Regions from separate parts of the Rattus norvegicus genome. Here region 1 is linked to region 2. The links are chromatin contacts, called in public Hi-C maps. All regions are on one chromosome and are shown on one strand. Each heading gives the region's core, a stretch centred on a gene start, on an enhancer-like site or on the middle of the called end of the contact. The rest is flanking DNA. Distances are from core to core; before and after follow the strand shown.

Evidence for each region. Hi-C and Micro-C count contacts between places; a contact is called where the count stands out from the background.
Region 1: a Hi-C map of Schwann cells shows a contact between it and region 2, with 6 times the contacts expected there. The contact joins the enhancer-like site here to the promoter of Bend7 in region 2. A contact is called at or near these places in 2 of 12 Hi-C or Micro-C datasets (Schwann cells and mammary epithelial cells).

The regions. Positions count from the first base shown.
Region 1 is chr17:78,695,358-78,701,033 of GRCr8, reverse strand. All of the region lies in intron 4 of Frmd4a (FERM domain containing 4A), which reads left to right. Among named protein-coding and RNA genes, the nearest start is that of Frmd4a, 160 kb to the left of the region's middle. Within about 2 kb of position 2,178, at least 8 of the 93 cell types and tissues checked have an H3K27ac peak or open chromatin away from gene starts, as enhancers often do. A contact at or near this core is called in Schwann cells, where this site is marked.
Region 2 is chr17:78,472,004-78,477,857 of GRCr8, reverse strand. It overlaps Bend7 (BEN domain containing 7), which reads left to right and starts at 2,399. Exons shown (of 8, transcript XM_039096483.2): 1 at 2,399-2,894. The coding sequence starts at 2,834.

The DNA of each region.
Region 1 (5,676 bases), core at 929-3,428, 220 kb before region 2:
ATGCCTACATATCGGGGCGGGGGAATGCCTTGAAGTGCGTATTCAGCTAAATCCCCACACTTAGCTGCTATGTTTTCAGGAGAATAAATATTAGATTTATCTCTTTGAACCTTGAGTTTTATGAACAAAAACTGAAATAAACAATGGGAAATTGGCGACAAGGGGCCGTCAGGAAGGCTATTATCTAGAAGAAGATTCTCTGGCTGGCCCTGAGGATGCCTCTCTCCCTGATGAGGACAACAGTTGCTACTTCCTGTCTTTGAAAGAACAATGGCGGCATGGATCTTATATGAGGTGCCCGGGCTAACACCTTAGTTCAGCTGGGTCCCCAGTCAACACGTAAAGCCTTCGAAATTCTGAACACCAGAGGCACTTGGCTGCAGAAACCCACCGCTTAGTATTCGAGTTATTATCGCCCCTCTTTGCTGCTGAAAGTCGGTGTTCCAAATGTGACATTTATGTTCATTACAAAATGAAACCACTGGCCCGTTTAATTAACATTTGCTGTAAATATTCAGTGAGTCCCAAGTGCCATGAGGTAGCTTCGAGAGAGCGGCAGAGGGGCAGGGGCCTGGCAGAGACTGTCTGATGTCATCTGGCTAGATTGAGGTCAGTGTGTTACAGCCTTAGCTCAAAGCTTCTGTGAGCTAAAGAGGAGGTGCCAGTCCCCCAGGCACACACAGGTCCAGATGCATAATCATTCGAGCAGTGAGCATGGAACGCATACCCCCCACTTCAGACTGGGATAAAACACCGAGTACCAAGTCCTCTGAGCCACTGTGGCTGTGTCATGGCTCCTGGAGCTTACAGAGCATCCTGGCTGGCTTTGACCTCAGCCTGGACAGTTGTTCCTTTCAGCGCAAAAGAAAGCACTAGGATCATCCCTGGCGTGTGTGGAAAGTAACTTATTTTAAGATATACATTTTGAGGGCTGGAGAGATGGCTGGAGGAGGGGTAAGACCGCTACATAAGCATGATCAGCTTAGAGTTATGGTTAAGGGGGAAGGTTTTCCAGTACAGGTATGAGGAAGAAAACAGCCAGAAGCATCCGGAAGAGCACAGAGCAGAGAATGTAGTAGACAGAACATGGCCGTCAGACTGGACTTGACCGTGGCGGGAGGGGGAGAAAGAAAGAGGAGGAGAAGGAAGGGAGGGGGAGAGAAAGAGAGAGAGAGAGAGAGAGAGAGAGAGATAGAGATAGAGAGAGAGAGAGAGAGAGAGAGAGAGAGAGAGAGAGAGAGAGAGAGGTATCTGGGGGAGGGAAGCCCATGAGCTGAAGAAGGGGGATGCTAACAAGAGACAGCAAGGGCTCTGACATTGTAACAGGTAGTTGTGCTTCTGGGAGCCTGGGAGCCACCATACACTTTAGTTTACTAACAAGCACCAGTGACAAGGGGATGGCTCTTTGGTAGAGGGGAACCAGCTTCCTGCGTTCCTGAGGAATGCTGACTTTTGTCTAGCCACCAGAATCTGGGGAAATGGAGTCTCCTTTGGTCCTGACAGTAGCCAAGCCTGAGTTCTGTCCCTGGAACCCAGGAGGTGGAAGGAGGAGAAACAACTCTGCCTCGCTCCCCTCTGACCTGCACAGACACATGTGCATGTACACAGAGGTGTTGATTTTGCTATTCAAGTGTGATGAAGCCAACAGATCAAGTGTTGAAAAGTGGCCTGTGACAGCTACCGAGAGAAGGGGTGACGTCACTGGGTGCTGGGAGTGTCTGGAGGCAAAGGGGGAGGGGAAGGGGAAAGAAAGCAGTATTCTTTATTGAGGTTCCTATGGAAAGTCATTGATGAGTTGGGTAAACAGGCTTGGTGACCTAGGGACTTTGCCATGTCATCTGGAACACGTCTCTGGTCAGAAGAGTAGGGGAACGTGAGAGGAGAAGCAGCAGCATTTGAGAGTCAGCAGAGGTTGTAGAAGCGAGGCTTTGGGCCTGTTAGTCATAAGTGAGAATTAGAGCTGGTTATCATAACAGCTTACTAGCTCTATGAACTGGCTAACTCTGGAGACAGCAAGGCTCAGACACTCCCGAGTTGTAAAGATGCAGTTAATGCAGAACAGACTTGGGATTGCCTGTGTAGACCCTTGCAAAGGAAGGGTCGGTCTTTCCTTTCCCCTGGCTCACTCAGAAACTCAGAAGGTTCTTTGTAAACTGAAAGCCATCCCTTCCCTACATTGGGCAGTTTAGAGGAGCAACAGTGCCCCCTAGTGACACAGAGGAACACAGACCAGCCGTTCATAAAAGCAGGAAACCAAACTCGGTTTTCTCCAGAGCGGGAGGGAGGAAAGGACGATCTCAACTTAGCATGCAAACCATCAACTCTCCTCGCTTCCCCAGAAATCTCCCCAAACCTGTGTCTGCCCAGGGTGTGAATGGAGATGTCTCGGGTCTGTTTTCATCCAGACATTTCCCTTCAGTTTTCTGTGATAGAAAAGTTCAGGATGAATTAAACATCCAAGGTTATGAGCAAACACATGACAGGCCTTGAGCTTCTAGGAGTTTCCAGTCTGATGTCTTGGTGATAAAGGTTAATAGGAAACTGCTTTCCAATTTCTGTCAAAGGAAGATCCACCCCCTCCCCTCCCTCTCTCCCTCCCCCTCCTCCTCTCCCTCCCTTTTTCCTTCCCCTCCCTCTCCCTCTCTTCCTCTCCCCCTTCCCTTTCTCCTCCCTCCCCCTCTCCCAGAACATGCTTGTCATTTCTGCACCCTCCCTGGGGTCTTCTGTCAGTTGGTAGAGACCCGTGGAAGTGGAAACGGTGGCCTGAGACAGCAGTGCTGCCGCCTCATTTATTTCTCCATTAATACAACACTGAAGGGAGAAATGAGTTTTGGGTTCTCATAAAATATTCTTCAGGAGGAAGCAGGGGCTGAGGGTGGGGGGCACGAAGAACCTCTCTATGTTTTAGTTGAGGGCTAAGGCAAACGGGATAAAGACACCGGACTTGGAAAATTAGGCTATTTCAGACCCTGTGGATCTCCACTCAAAAATTACTATAGTGGTAACCCCTCCCTGTCGGGCCTGGGAGGTGATTTTCTTATCGTTAAGATACAAGCCAATCAGCAGCCTTGCTTTAACCACTGTCTGTGTGGACAGTAAGAGACGGGAAGTAACACGAAGCCTGGCTGTGTGGAGGGTGAGACCCCCCCAACACCTATAGTTTTATGACACTTTGGTTATCGTTTGTTCTTACTCTTTCTCTGTTGATGTGGCTTAAATCTGAATTACACACATACACACACACACACACACACACACATACCCACATGTACTTGCACATACACAGAGACACATACAGATATATACTGCACACATACACAGACACATGCACACATACACATATACTTACACACAGAGACACAAACACAGTCTCACACACACAGACACATACATAGATACACACTCTCTCACACACACATACATAGATATACACACAAACACACATATACACATGCATACACAGAGAGACACACACAGACATACACTAACACACACATGCACACACAGACACATATACAGACACACACACACTCACATGCTTGCACACACCCTGACTAGTTTATTTGAACATTTGGACCCCAATTGGTGCTGCCATTCGGGGACATTGTGGAACCCTTGTGACATGGGGCTGGAGGTAAACCTTGGAGGATATATTTGCCCCAGTTCCAGCCTGAGCTCTGTGCTTCCTAATCTAGCTACCAAATCATGAACAAACCATTCTGAAAGCCTGCTCAGCTGCTATGCCTTCTCCACCATGCTGGACCAAACATCGACCCCAAACAAGTCCTTCCCCATTCTGTTGCTTCTGTGAGGTGTTCCCTCACAGTGACAAGAAAAAAACCAATACTCTGACCGAGTGACAGGAAAGGAAGTCTGACCAAGATGGGACAGAGTGGAGGACAGCTAAGCATCAAAGTTAGCAGTTAGTTATGTCAGGCTCTGTACTTGATCTTGAGGCACAAAGATAACCATGGTATGCCCCAGCCCTCCAGGAGGCCACAGTTGTCAGAAATGACAGGGCTGAGAGAAGAGTGCTGAGCCCTGTCTGCAATGGCCCAGGAGCTCAGTAGAGAGGCTTTGTTTGCATGAACAGTGGAGCTGAAGTCGGGGGTAGCAGGAGCTATAGAAATGGCCTATGTAGGGCACTTTCAAGCTGAGGGATGGAGGGAGAGGGGTCATTTGGGGGAGTGGAGGTGACCCTCTGTAGACCAGCTTGAACAGAAGCACATCTGAAAAGGCCATGTGTACCATTTGTCAAGTGATTTCTGAGCCAGCATAAACTTGCAGGAGTGGAGTCTCATATCCACACAGTTGGCCATAACCCCACTGTGTCCGTGTCTCACTATTAAAACAGAAAATGGCATCAGAACAATAGCAGACACCTCCAAGGGCTGACAGTGACCTTTCCACTATGTGATAATTTCAAGTCTACGTTTGTAGAGTCTGAAATAGCTTGATTTTCAAAGTACTTCCTTGTCCGGGTCACTTTTATTCCTCACGGTTCCCCTCACAGTCTCTTCTTTCCGCTCACTTCGTTATTCCGGCTTCCCTTTAGCAAAGATAGGGCAGCTAGAGACCAACCAGTCCCCTCTCAAGGGTTTTGCAAATGAGGACCATTCTCTAATCCTTGGGAATTTTGTCAACCCTGACTTTGCAAGAAGCTGCTGTCGTCCATTGATGGAGATGACCTGCCCGGCTCTTGAGAGACACCAGGTTCACGGACAGCTGTCCACAAACCCGCACCACATTCACCACAGCAGCCTCTTCACACATTTGTAAAATGGCGGTGGGTATCAGTCTACAGATGAGAGGTTCATGGGACTGGCCTGGGTGCGGTTTCTCTATTGCAAGGAGGGATTTTTGCTGTTCTGGTTGTTTTGTTTTGTTTTTGGAGATAAGGTTCTGTGTAGCCCAGGCTGCCCTCAAACTCTTGCTATGTAGCTAAGGAGGACTTTGAGCTTCATTTCTCCTGCCGGGACCTCCCACAGCTGGGGTTACAGGTGTGTAGTACTAAATTCAGTTTTGGCTGCAGTTTTGGTGTGGAGGCTGAGGGAGCTGTTTTAGTTTAAATCCATTCCTGGTGTGTAAAAATAAAAAGACTTCTTCCATGGAGATCTATTGAGTCCCACTCTCTTCTACAGTTAGGAAAAGAGAAGCCCGCTACAGCTACGTGTCGTGCCCTAAGTCACACAGATTCGATTCCTGAGGTTAGACCTCTGGTGTTTGACTTCCTCCCCAGAATTCTCGCCATCAGAGTGTTCGTTGAAAGAGCCAGAGTCGGAGCCAATCTGGGGTCAGTAGGAAAATTCCCACCACAAACCTCCTAGCCCAAGGACCTCCTCCCTTCCAGGAAGGAAAAAGCTGGTTTAGTTCCTGGAAGAGCTGCAAGCCAAACTCACACAAAGCTACCTGACTCCCAGCTGAAAGTCTTGAACGCTACACTGAGTCGACCTGAAAGTTGTCTCACTCCACCAAATGCACATGGTACCCTGCCTAGTTACCACCGTGCAAATTCTGCCTCAATTGTTTGAATTCTGCCCCAATTGTTTGAATTCTGCCCCAATTGTTTGAATTCTGCCCCAATTGTTTGAATTCTGCCTCAATTGTTTGAATTCTGCCTCAATTGTTTGCAAGGTATATAACTCCCTGTTAGAGTCTGCTCAGGGTCATCTCCCC
Region 2 (5,854 bases), core at 1,150-3,649:
GTTGCTCCTGCAGAGGATCCAAGTTTAACTCCCAACACCCACACGGAGGCTCACGGCCATCTGTGCATCCAGTTCTGGGTGATCAAATCCCTCTTCTGACCTCTGTGGGCATCAGGTGCACACATGGTGCTCATGCACACATCGGGGCAAAAACACAACGTGATAAAATAGTAAAACGAAAACATTTTTTAAATAAAAGGGAGACTCATTTACCAATTGTGAACATGCAGCAAAACGGCCACAATTTTCAAGCAAGGAAAAGAGCTCTCCCTAGAAACAGACTGTATCAGACCTTGGTCTTGGACTCCTTGCAGCGATCTGAAAGTAAGTTTCTGCACTGTTTTGCTAAGTTAACCTACATAGACCATGATGGATACACACCCAGTCCAGGTGATCCCAGCTTGATATTGCTTACTACTAACTGCAAATATATATATGTTATATATTATATTTTATATATTATATATTATATAGCCACAGCCGTGTGTACCAAGTAGAAAGTAAATAAAACTTGTTGATTTTCCCTAAAATGTAATAGGACAGGCTGCTTCATATCCTCTATACACCAACTCACTCATGGAATCTGGTCATAAATGCAAAAAGATTTTTAGATAGTCCCTTAAAATGGCCCCTTAACAATATAAAGAACAGTCCCTTCAGCAGGTAGAATTCACATTGCTACTTGAACTTAAAGTGACGACTCGTTAATATCTTTTCCTTGGGGTTTGCTTCTTGGGATAATACCTCCAATGATTTCATCATAGTTTAAGCACAATAAAATTTTACTTTATGCTCCAAGGCATGAATACTCTGTGTTATTCAATCAACAAAGTACTCAGCTTGTGACTACTGGAATAAAATTCGACAAGGGATATCACACACACAGCCCCAGAATGAGATGTAGAATGTTCTCTTACTTTAGAAACATCCCAGACATCTTCAGGTTTTTAAAACTGGTTTAAAAGGTAGGTGGGGGATGAACCAAGTGGGATTATTTCCCAAACCATTATCATATCGGACCCTTCCATGCCTCTTATAACTCTAAAGAGATCTAAGAACTTCACCAAACACCATTTCATTTCTTCCATACAATTTTCCTGGGGAAAGGACCCAGCCTCTAACATTACCTCAAAAAGAAGTAGAAAAAAAAAAAAAAAAAAGAATCCTCTCTTTACTCTGTTGCGCTGAATGAAAGCTCTCGTCTCACCGAGGCCAGCCAGGTTAAACCACCTTTCCCATCGTTTGCTCCACACCTATGTCTATCCTGCTGTCTCCAGTTGGCTTGATGCCCACCCGGTCCTTTGGTTTTATTTCCCAGGTATGCTTGCACTGTTTGCTTCTAACATTCCCCTTTTCTTGGTAGTTACCCTGCTCTTAATGTCACGGTTATATCAGAGTGGCTTTTGAAAGGCTATCTCATTTGACTATAACTCACCTCACTCATTCATCAAGAGAGCCCACCACACCCCCGCCCCCTCCCCGCTTTCCTCTCTATTCTTTGGAGCAACCTGACCTTACCAAGGTGCTGGAGCAGCAGCTGCCCGTCCCTTCTTCCCCTTTGTACTTTGGTCTAGAAACCGTAGATTTGGAGGCAGTACTTTTAAGCTTGTCAGATCATGTTCCCACACTACCATTCCCAGGTGATGTTAAAAAAAAAAAAATCTTTTCTATTCCCGCTTAAAACATGTGGTAAGAAATGGCGCCTACAGTAAGTGCACCCCAGAGAAAAATATTACATAAAACTCCCAACGGTCATTTGTGGACGTCAATTATTTTTGCTATTTCTGCCTCAAGTGGCAGAGTCTAGGCACCTGCTATGACCACTGTTTCTCCAGGAGCCTGCACCCCCTTGCACTCCTCACCTCTTGTATTCCTCTCCCCAAAACACCATTCCAAGCACCCCCTTTGCATATAACTTCCCCTCCAGCCCCCAGGATGGGGGTAAAGAATTGAAGTTTGCTCCATCCCATAGTCGTCTCAGCAGTCCATTCTCAAATTTCTCCCCGTTTGCTCGCAGAGCGCGGATGGGTAAGTTCTTCACCCCCTGCTAAAAGTTGCCTAAAATCCGCGCCTGGCCCTGGCACCGCCCGGCTCTCAGACTGAGCGAGGGCTGGCCGCCGAGGAGCCGCGATCCTCGGCTTATTTCTAAAGGCAGGCTCGCCTCCCGGAGCGGCGGAGGGAGGCCCCGCAGAGCGCGGCGTCCGCCCGGGGACAGCTCCGCCGGCCCCGGGCGGCCACCGACGCTTGAGCCGCGGCCTCCGGGCCACGCCGGGTCGCCGCGCGGCCGAGTCCAGCAGTGGCGGCGGCCCCCAGGGGATGGCGGCGGCCCGGCTCCGCCAGCAGGTGGCCCCGGGGTCCCGGCGGCGCCGCCCCCTCCGCCGGCGCGGCCCCTCCTCCCGCGGGGGCGGTCAGCGCCCCGGCCGCCGCTCCGCACCCGCCGCCGCCGCCCTCCCTCGGCTCGCCGCGTCTCCCGGGCCGCGTCCGCAGGCTGAGCCCAGGCGGGCCGCGGCGAGCACCCCGCAGCTCCGCGCCCCCACCCGGCCCGGCTCCCAGCGGAAAGTTGGGCTGCGGCGGGCTGCGTTCGGGAAAAAGCGAGGCGACATGAGGGGGCACCGAGGGGTCGCCTAAGACACCGGGAAGGCGGCGCCGCGCGCGGGGACAACTTCGCCCCGGGCGCGCAGCCCCCGGCCGGGCTCGCGGTGGTTCCTCCCGTCCCTCGGCCTCCCCTGCCGATCGCGACGCGGACCTTGGTCCTGGCGGCTCCGCGGCGGTGACACGAGCCCGCCTCAGCGGCCGCCTCAGTCTCCTGCCGTGCCGCCACCTTGCCCGCACCATGGAGTTCTCGGAGAGGAAAAGAAGCAGGAAATCCCAGAGCTTCAAACTGGTGAGCCGAGGTAAGCTGCCGGCCCGGGGACAGCGGCGGGAAGCCGGCGCCGCGCACCGCGCACTCGGCCCCGCGCGCCCCGGCCGCCCGCGGGCTCCACGCCGGGGGCGCGCCCGCCCCGACCCCCTCGTCCTCGCCCGAACCCGGGGCCCCCGCGGGCCGCACACGCCCCGCCGCGGGGAAAGTTGTGCCGGAGGGGGACCCACCGGGTGTTATTGAAGGTAAACAAGTCGGAGGGCACGTCAGGAAATTAGCAAACAATGACACCGGGGAGCGGAGCCCGCTCGGGGGTGCCGCCGCCGTGGCCGCCGCTGGGCTGGGGTGGCTGAGGGTTTGCCTGGCCGGCAGGCCGAGAATGGACTGGGATTTGTTTTTGTTTTCGTTTTTTTCCCCCCCACCCAAAGAGAAGGAGGGGAGAAAAAGATGATCATTGTTCTTTTTAAGAAGAATCAGCTCATTAGGGAATCGAAGCTCAAGGCAGAAATTGTTGACATACAGCATCTTTTCCAGTTGAGTGATTTGGGTGGAAAGGTAGTTTTAAGACTAGCTCGAATGCCAGCCAGACAAGTGTCATCATAAGAAAGAAAGAGAAAAATCCAGCTAGGTCCTGCAGACTAACAGGTGTACAGCACACTCTTCATAGGTGTTTATTTTGTCGGGGGAGGAGAAAGTTGAATAGTGTCTCCTCTGGGTTCTGTTTCTTGTTCGAGTCCTTCTTCCTGATTTGAATCTTTAAAAGAAAAATGATGACAACTCTAGATAAGGAACCCACCTGTCAAAATGTCGAGTATCACCTTAAAAAATGAGAGAGGTGATACCTTCGCACCCCACCCCACCCCACAGTGGCACAAGCCCTAATATGAGCCCACCCTCTTTAAATATCTTTGAATCAACTTGGGTCAAAGCCAAACCAGAGAAGCTGACCACTTTGCCTGGGTGATTTTTATCTAGCATTAGCATCTGAGGAAAGAGCCACATGGTTGTTCCAAGGGCCCCGGCAAAAGTCACGTGTAAACAGGTGACTATTGGAGGGTGGTTGCAAGGGACAGAGTTTTCCCAAACTGGGCTAAGCTGAAATGAGGATTTTATAAAGCTCACTTTTGGCTAGTCTGGAAATGGTTTAATTATAGACATTTTTGAGACTCTGCTCATCTGTGTTTCCCCTAATTTAGTTTTGTACTGTTTAACCATAGAGTAGTGCATGTATTCAAAATATTTGGCGACTCCTTGGTATCCACCTCCCCAGCAGGGGTGTTGACTCGAGTTTTGTACTTTGGAAGTGTCTCCATGTGTGATGGCCCTGTTGATACAATGTGTTCCATTCAGGAATAGAGGCTGCTTTCTTCCTTATGACCCAGGAAACTTAACTACTCTATCTTAAAAGAGAGGGTCGTTTTATCATGTTGTCCTGTGAGAGCTAAGGCAAACAACAAAAGACAAGCCCACCCAAACCTTGGATAGTTGTTGAGAAGGGATCTCTATTTTCATACCGGGGAGATCTTGCTTTGTAAAAAGCTACAGCACCAAAATGCTGTGGCTTCCACAGGAGACCGTAAGCTGTATTTGAAAATTTGATTAACATAAGGAGTTTTTCCTTTCTTTCTTTCTTTCTTTCTTTCTTTTTTTTTTTTATGCTGAGTGATTCTGCTATTCAGGTGCTTTTCAAATTTTTTTGGAAGATAAACTACTACAGGTTCAGTTAGGGCAATAATTGAATGCAAAAGATTCACTTAGGTGAAAGGTAAAAAAGTCTGGCTTCTTTTCAAAGTATACTTTTTAAAAACAGCACATCAATATCTTTTTTTTTTTAAAATACGGGCTTACTTTTAAGCTGAGATTTTCTGGGTAAACTGAGAAAAGAGGCAGTTCAGAAGCATACTATTGATGTGCTCACCAAAATGGGTTGTGGAAATAAATCTGGGAAACTCCATTGGCCTGTGATTTGGCAAGGTTTTCCTCTTTCTTTTCTTTCTTTTCACAAATATACTTGCTGTGAAAACTGTGGCCAAGCATACCTGCTTTGTAGAGGCCAAGTAACATTTCAAGGTCTTGTACTTCACAGTAAGCCAAGGTTTGACGATTACTATTAACTACAATTTCTGGGAGAGCTCTTGAAAATATACCTGTAAGTTATATATATGGGGACGGGAGTCTTTAATTGCTCATCCCTATATGTTGCAGTCATTAAAATTCTAATTTTCGGTTATTTTCTCATGCCAGATTATCACCATGAGGTGTATAAAATCTCAGAATTCAGCAACGATGTTAATGGGGAGACCAAAGAGACACAACCCATGTTCTTAGGTAGGTTCTTATATCAATTAATTTCTCGGCAAAAAAAAAAAAAAAAAGCATGGCGTGTGGCCATTTGTAATTTCAGGGGGGTGGGGGGGAGGAGATTGTGGGAGAACGGGAAGTGTCTGCCGCTGCTTAATGCATGACATTCTTTTCAAGACCTTTTATTTTACAGATTGCCAATATATCCCTTATTAACATTGCTAAAAGTTGTAATTTCAGACATAAATGTTTATTAGTGTCTACACACAGTGCTAATTATCACTCAGTCACAGAGCCAGATGCTGACTACGCAGTTTCGCCACTCGCCGCTCACCCCATTTACATTGCTTACTCGCTGGCATGCTTCACTAGCAATAGTTTGTGTAATTGGGGCATTACATCTTTGACATCTGGATAACAGAAATTCAATTTCCAGGAAGCCACTATTTGTTTGGTTTTGCTTCTGCCTTGGGTAGGATGGAGGATGGATGGGCTGTCTCATGATAATGTCCTCTCACCTCTATGGCCCGGTGGCTTCTCCTGCCATGACACAATTAAATGAAATCTATAGTTCAAACAGTGTAAGGAGAATAAAAGTGCGACTGTCTGCCCCCACACCTCGTGATGGTGCCTATTATTCCCCAAGAGCTTTGCGTTTGCTGGCTGTGTCTTCCTCACTAACGTTTGTGGTCA